2 separate regions of the Triticum aestivum genome follow, and region 2 is linked to region 1. Evidence: chromatin contacts called from public Hi-C data. All regions are on one chromosome and are shown on one strand. Each heading gives the region's core, a stretch centred on a gene start, on an enhancer-like site or on the middle of the called end of the contact. The rest is flanking DNA. Distances are from core to core; before and after follow the strand shown.

Region 1 (3,768 bases), core at 237-2,736:
TCTTCTCCCCTCGAGCGAAGCCGTTGCGGTCGTAGCACGAGACCTCGGAGATGTCCAGCTCCTTGCACGCCTTGACCAGCTCCTCCCCGACCCTCCGAGAGGCCTCCTGCTCGCCGACAACAAACAGCTCAGATTCAGGTGATGCACCGTGCAGTTTTTGTTTCAGATGCAAATGCAATGCGAGTTGGACCGACGACGAAGGAGGATGGTCTGGATTACCACGGTGCTGCATGGAGGGTCGCCGCAGATGTCTTCCTGCAGGGTGCTGGCGTAGAAGAGGATCTTCTTGCCGTGGTCGTCGACGAGCATGGCGTAGAGCTGCCTGTTGGAGCAGAAGACTGACAGCCTGGGCTTGGTCGCCGTGCCATTGTACTGTAGCAGGCGAGCAAAGAAGTCAGGGACAGGTAGAGAACACACTTGTTAGCAGCTAACGATAGCAGCATCAAATTGTTGTTGCTGGTGGTTGAAACCCAAACGTGACCAAAACAAAAGCGTACCTTTTTCTGCAGCCGGCGGTTTCTGACCTTGGCGTTCTCCTTCCGCGCGCCGTGCCTCGCCGTGGCCTCGATCCTTGGGTACGCTCTGCGCCGGTGTGCCACCACGCCTGCGCGCAGAAAGACAGAGAGGAAGCAGCACATGACACTGGCAGCTAGGCCTGAGCCAGTGGATAAAGGCACGGAGAGAAGCCGGGAGGCATTCCGCCGGTGTGGCTCACCTGTGTGGCACGGACGAGGGAACTGGAAGCAGTTAGGCCTGAATGGCAGCGAGCTGGGGGTGGAGGGACACGACAATGGTGGCCGGCCGAGGGTGGCGCCTAGCAACGCCATTGCCACAGCACGAGGAGACCAGCTCGGCCAGGGCAATTTGTCGAACAGGTCGCGCGCAAGGTGCCACGGCTCCGTCCCGCTAGCCGGTGGCCACAAGATTCACACCCTGTGAATTTTCCTCTGATGAGCACCGACAGAGTTAGCTAGTGCCTCTCGAAGGAGTAGTAGAAAAACAAGCCAGTGCAAAACATGGCATTTGACCAATGAACAGAACAAAATCGAGGCACACTGACTGGACTATGCATTGAACTCAGAGTTCGGGGTTTCATATGGTCACGATTCTAGACTCGAGAGTTTTTCCGAATACGCATCAGACAGACGAGGAATAACCATCAGACAGAGATATGCCTAGCTGGAGCCAATGATTCACACCGAACTCACTATGTTGGTCGCTGCGTCAGAGCTCCCGTCCTGCTGCAGCGCCGCACCGCGGAGGACGCGGAGCGCCGGGCGACGGATGCCGCAGACCGCCGGCCGCCTCGCCGCGAGCCCCTGTCTGGCGATGCTGTCCACGAATCCGCCGCCGCGAGTGCGAGGGCGTGTCGCTGCTTGCTTGCTTGCGCCTTCTCGCCGTCGGCCACCGCACGCGGCGCGCCTCATCCAATCCTCTCAAGTCACGTTTTTTTTGTTTGAGGTTTTCCTCTCAAGTCACGTGAGAAAACACAGCAAGCAGCCAACGTTCACGAGGCCCAGGTCCGGTAAGACTACGTGGGCCCCAGGAATTGGAATTGGATGGAAAAGCCCATCAGGCCGTGGCTGCATGTCTCTTCGCAGCAAACGAGAGAAGTTTGTCTAAAAAAAAAGCAAACGAGAGAGAGAAGCCGCTAATCACGCCACCAACCAGCGGAAACCGCCGAAACCTTTTGCTTTCGGAGGAGCAAAAAAAATCTAGCCGGTTTCCTCCGGTCTTATCTCGTAAGCCTTGGATTTATCTGCGCTCCCACTTTCATTTAATAATCTTCCAATAAAGAAAACAAAACATTTTCATTCAGACCGCTATGATGAGTGATCGACACCTGTTCTTTTCCTCCCGTCCGCAGCATCACTTTCGACCCACCTGCGTCGGATCGGATTGACCTGACCTCTCTCCACAGATGCTTGCATTGCAGCCCGGTGCTCCTTCCTTTCGTCACTTTCTCCGCCCGTCCCTCTCCCCCTTTTCTTTTCTTCTCCCCACGAGAGAGATAAAAGTAAGTAAAAAAGGAGGAAAAAGATGCAGAAAGGGCCGACCAATGGGTCATCTGACGTGACCTCGTGCCACGGTACAGCCATGCATCCCCTCTGGCAGGTGGGCCCGCCCGGAGCTCATGGCTGCACGTACGCGGGCGTTGAAAACTCTCACGGCCTCTCGTTCTTCCACCTGTGATTGCTCGCTCGCGAGAAGAAAACGCCGGTGGAGGATAATATTTTGTTTTACCACTCCTACGACACATCCCTTCGTTTTGTGAAGATAATCTCGGATGTTTCGTCTCTTCTGAAATTTTTGATCCAGTACCGATGGTGTCTCGTCAACGTTTGAAAGTTTATATAATATAGTTTCTTCATCCGAAATTACTTATGGAAGAAATAGATGTATTTTGTACGGGCACTCCTACGACACATCCCTTCATTCTCATTTTCTGAAGATAGTCTCGGATGGTTCATGTCTTGTAAATTTTTGGATCAAGGACTGAAGGTGTCCGTAAACGTTTGAAAATTACTATTTTTTAGGGAATGTTTGAAACATATATAGCATATATGTTTTGTATCATTGCATGTGAATATAATGTAGTCTACACTAGCAGCTAGATGTGGAATATACCCCCCAATTATTCTGCTTTTGCAAAAAGAAAAATAAATAAATCCCAAGGCAGCATGGGAATGGATTGAGCTTTCAAACATGCTGCACAATTGACAATATTATGGCCACCAGATTTTTCAACGAAACAATATGAGATGAACCAGATTGATAATATTAATAAAGAGATGGCTTGCTTTAGACGAGTGCCACTAGGATATGAGCACCCATGCCCCCACACGTGCGTGGGCCCGGCCCTCTCTGGTATTCGGTATTTAGATTTGTTCGATAGATATAGATATGGCAGCAACTTTTCAACCACAAAGAAGATTCACTAGAAAAAGAGGGCGTAAAGTAAACAAGAGAACATCACCTCACCACACAAATATTGTGTAGTAGTGAGACGATAAAGGCAGGGAGGGGTTGGAGAACTTTCTAGAATAGAGAACTCAGTGACATGTACTCGTGTCTCTTGCTGGCTTTGACAGGATTTTGGACGAATATTCAGCACATAGGTTTTCATGTGAATTGTCTCTTATCTTATCTGAGCGTACTTCAGCGTGTCGGACAAAGCTTTGTGCGAGATGAGTAAATAGCATAAAACTACTACTTTACAGGTTAGGGTTCCAAAAAACTACCGGATTTATTTTTTTCGCTGATAACTACCAAGTCAGGGGTTGGTTGTTTCAAAAAACCCCAAATCCTCTTTATTAAAAAATTAAACATGTTTATGACAGATTGGGCCCGCCAGTAAACGCACCGTTTGGTTGACCGTTTATTTGACTGTTAACTGACTTGTGGGGGCCACATGTCAGCGCCCCATCCATAGATTTTTTACGGATTAGCCCTTACAAACATTTTAAAAAAGCAATCGAGTCCCTGGAATCAGCCTCCAAAGGGCTCTGCCCGTGGCCGTCGCTGCACGCCATGGGGCTCCGCACGCGGTCGCCGCGCGCGCCATGGGGGGCTTGTGTGCAAGCCGCCGCCCGGAGCAGTGGCTGGAGAGACGGAGGCTGGGGGATGGCCGGCGGCAGAGCTCACCGGGCCTGGCAGCGGAGGGCACACGCGGTGGCGGCCATGGCCGCGAGCAGCAGCTGCGCGAGCTCGGGCGCGGAGACGGCCGGCGGCAGAGCTCGCCGGGCCTGGCAGCGGAGGGCGCACGCA
Region 2 (4,147 bases), core at 205-2,704, 280 kb after region 1:
ACTAATCAATCTTTGCTTTTGCTGAAAGTAACCAATGGACATACCGCATGCTGAAACTTCTTCATCTCGGTTTACCATCGTTTGATATTTTTATTTTCAACTTTGGCAATTCAATGAAATGATCGTCATGCACTGCGAGAGATGGCATATTGTCTGCTTTAAAAATGAAATGGTTCTCACCAGTACTATTTAATAAACCAAGTGTGAACAATATTGATCATGCAAACATGTCGAGAAACAATCGCTTTCCCAGCGCTGCCAAAAGAAAAGGAAAAAACTTGCGCACATTTGAGCTGAGCAGGCCTGACACCAAGTCACGAACTAGCAAAAGAAAAGAAGTCAACGGTCAAAACCCAAAATAGTACACGGGGAAAGAAGAGATGAGAGATAGAGAAGCACGCGATAGCTACAGCTCTGTACCTCTCTCCGTGTCTGCTAATTTGCTCCTATAGCTCGCTTGGTCAAGTTTGCTTAGCAAAAATTACATTACTTTTCATTATTAATTTTAATAACCGTGGTAGTTTGATTTTTCTGTTTGCAAACGATCGGCTTGCATCCCTAGTTTCGGTCCATACCCAGGGGTTTCTTCTCTTTTTTTTTTATAAAAGAGAGCTTCCTCTCCGATTTCATTTAAAGAAATCATAATGTTCACAGACTCAGAGGTTTCTCCTAAGTGGTTGCAGATAAAAACAACCTGTAAACTGTAGCTCGTCTCCGTTCTGTGAAAGGAACTCCTTACGACGGTTTCCACACATTTGCGGGCAGAAAATTCTCAGCGCTCCTCAAGTCAAATACGTTACACGTACGTACGTACGTACGTTCCATCCACAGCCGTGTACCGAGCCACTGATGACCGAGCTAGGGTTGTGTTGTGACCAAGACCAATGTATGGCGGTCGTATCCGGCTGAACAAACGAAGCGAAAGTCAGCAGCAAGTGGCATCGATGGATCGGTCACTGGAATGGACAAGCTGGCAGGAACCATGTACACGTTCGCCTACGTTGCGTGTCCGGACGAAGAAGAAGAAAGCGAGAGGCAGCAGCAAAGTGGCGGCTATCGCGGTTTCACGGCGTACAATAATTCTACTGGAAAAGGGATAGAAACCCTGACCTGACAGAGTAAAAATATTGTTTTGCACATTGCTCTCGTGCGTGCGTGCCATGTTTGGTGCGGTCATCCACTCAAGGATCGGAGAGGCAAGAAATGGCGCGCGGTGCGGTGCGGCGGTCAGGTCCGTCATGCCCCTCCCGTCCCGTGTAGTATTACGTGTGGTGCGGATCACTTCAACGTACCTTTGACTCGCGGTGCGCCCATGCTTGATGCTTCGTCTCCGTTTCCTCCCTCGGAACAGTTAGAGCTGCATGGCATGCGACGGTCGTACCTGCCCCATGGAACTCCCGGTCCGTTCCATGATCGAACCGGCCGGCGGCTATAAATACGGGCGCACGCCGGTCCGCCTAACCACAGTTCACAAAGCGCAACACAACACAACACAACACAGAGCCACACAAGAGCAGCTAGCAGCAAGAGACGGGCGCAGCAGATAAGGTAGCGACCTCCCACCTGTAAACAGGTTCGTGCCTTCTGTAAAGAAAATCTTTGGTTCACCAGCTCTCCTGGCTGCACGTACCTAGCTCAAGCTCGAGGGCACCGGCCATGTCGCCCGTGCACGTCCCGGAGCTCAGCAGCGGCGGGTCGGGGTCGGGGTCGCTCACCCTGAACCCCGTGCAGCGCGCGCTCACCCGGCTGTCGTCGTCGTCGGCCCTCACGCCCAGGTCGCCCCCGCCGTCCTACGGGAGCATCGTCACCGTGCTCAGCATCGACGGCGGCGGCGTCCGCGGCATCATCCCCGGAACCATCCTCGCCTTCCTCGAAGAGAAGCTCCAGGTGAGCAATTAGCTTCTGCTCCCGTTGCACCCATGCTAGTTACTGCAGGTGCACCGGTTCTAATGGCTTTCTTGTTATTTTCTGTAGGAGCTCGATGGGCCGGACGTGAGGATCGCGGATTACTTCGACGTGATCGCCGGGACCAGCACCGGGGGCCTGGTGACGGCCATGCTCACGGCGCCCGACGCCAAAGGACGCCCGCTCTTCGCCGCCAAGGACATCAACAACTTCTACCTGGAGCACTGCCCAAAGATCTTCCCTGCCGTCTACGGAGGGCCTCTGGGCTTGCTCAGGAGCATGAGGGGGCCCAAGTACGACGGCCAGTACCTCCACTCCGTCGTCAAAGAGCTGCTCGGCGAGACGCGGGTCGGCGAGGCGCTGCAGAACATAGTCATCCCCACCTTCGACATCAAGCTGCTCCAGCCAACCATCTTCTCCAGATACGACGTACGTGCATCATGATATTTCCTACGTGAATTGCGTGTTATTTCCTCTGCGTCGTGCTTACGTGAGGCATGCAATATCCAGGCCCGGAACGACGTCTCCAAGAACGCTCTTCTGTCCGACGTCTGCATCAGCACGTCGGCGGCGCCTACTTACCTCCCCGGCCACCACTTTGAGACCAAGGACAAGGATGGCAAGCCCCGGGCATTCAATCTCATCGACGGAGGCGTTGCCGCAAACAATCCGGTGAGTGATAGTTGGTTTATGTCTCAGTCCCTTAAAAAACACTCCAAAGAATACAATGGAATTTCTATGACGTCCACGTACTGTGCTCTATTTTGATATGTTGACATTGGATACATGCAGACAATGTTGGCCATGACGGACGTAAGCAAGCAGATCCTGCTGGGCAACCAGGACTTCTTCCCGATCAAGCCGGCCGACTACGGCAAGTTCATGGTGCTCTCCCTCGGCACCGGCTCCGCCAAGGTAGAGGAGAAGTTCGACGCCGCCGCGTGCAGCAAGTGGGGGATCCTCGGATGGCTCTACAACAAGGGCGCCACGCCGCTCATCGACAGCTTCAGCCAGGCCAGCGCCGACCTCGTCGACATCCAGGCGTCCGTGCTCTTCCAGGCGCTGCGCTGCGAGAAGCGCTACCTCCGCATCCAGGACGACGAGCTCAAGGGCGACACATCTTCCGTCGACGTGTCCACGCCCGAGAACCTCAACAGGCTCGTCGAGGTCGGCAAGGCGCTGCTCAAGAGGAGCGTGTGCAGGGTGAACGTGGAGACGGGCAAGACCGTGCCTGATGACAATAGAGGCACCAATGAGGAGGAGCTAATCAGTTTTGCACGGATGCTGTCGCAGGAGCGCAAGGCCAGGCTGCAGAAGAAGGGAGTCACCGTCCCACAGTAAATAACATTGGATAGTTAATACTGTAGCATATACGTATATAGCTAAACTCGTATTACGTGTAAGGCAAATTAGGAAAAGTCAATAGACGGTCGAACCATGGTAGGCTGGAAATATTGAACTGCCAAAGCTCAGAGACTTATGTGAATTTTAGAGGTCCCCAAAGAAGTTGTAAAGTGGGAGAATGAAATAAATAGCCAACTATTTATTGTGGGTACAACATGAAATTTATCAGCCTATATTGGATCCTACTTCCTCCGTTTCTAAATATAGGTCTTTCTAGAGATTTCAACAAGTGACTATATACGGAGCAAAATGAGTGAATCTATTTTCTAAAATATGTCTATATACATCCGTATGTGGTAGTCCATTTGAAATCCCTAAAAAGACTTATATTTAGGAACGGAGGGAGTAGAAAAATACACATTGGCCCCCGCGTCACTCCGCAGGGCGACATCTGAAACCCAGCCGTTCCTCGCCACCGCCAGGCGACGATACTGCAAAATTTGGTATTCATCATTTTAGGAATAATCCTTGTGTGTGACGAACATGCATGTACTGTAGGAGTAATCCTTATACATAAGGAACTATGTCAGTTGTATCAAAATGTACTAATAACAATAAGTTGGAGGATGGGAGATGGGGTGGACGTGCATCGGGACGCACTGAGGAAGGGTAAGGCGGCTAGGGTTCATTGGGAGGAGAGCACGTTTCTTGCTTTATATGTTGGGCCATGTCAGCGCAGGGTAAACTGAGAAAAATCGGTCATAATAAACCAAAAAAAGGGAGAGGGGAGCACGTACGCTGGGAGGACAGACGAAGAAAGCCGGAATAAAAATGGAGACAGGCGGAAGAAAATTGACACAGGATGAAACATTTTCATCTTTTTAGGTAGTATATACAC

Evidence for each region. A called contact is a pair of places that touch in the nucleus more often than the background predicts.
Region 2: a contact with region 1 is called in a Hi-C map of leaf, with 5 times the contacts expected there. The contact joins the promoter of LOC123098578 here to the promoter of LOC123100298 in region 1. A contact is called at or near these places in 2 of 5 Hi-C or Micro-C datasets (both in leaf).

The regions. Positions count from the first base shown.
Region 1 is chr4D:455,963,632-455,967,399 of IWGSC CS RefSeq v2.1, forward strand. LOC123100298 (50S ribosomal protein L18) reads right to left here and starts at 1,487. Exons shown (of 5, transcript XM_044522241.1): 1 at 1,209-1,487; 2 at 716-947; 3 at 498-604; 4 at 220-372; 5 at 1-106. The coding sequence starts at 827.
Region 2 is chr4D:456,244,655-456,248,801 of IWGSC CS RefSeq v2.1, forward strand. LOC123098578 (patatin-like protein 2) reads left to right here and starts at 1,455. Exons shown (of 4, transcript XM_044520613.1): 1 at 1,455-1,887; 2 at 1,975-2,334; 3 at 2,416-2,577; 4 at 2,698-3,492. The coding sequence starts at 1,657. The coding sequence ends at 3,246. It overlaps LOC123098579 (glycerol-3-phosphate dehydrogenase [NAD(+)], chloroplastic), which reads right to left. Exons shown (of 8, transcript XM_044520615.1): 8 at 4,090-4,147.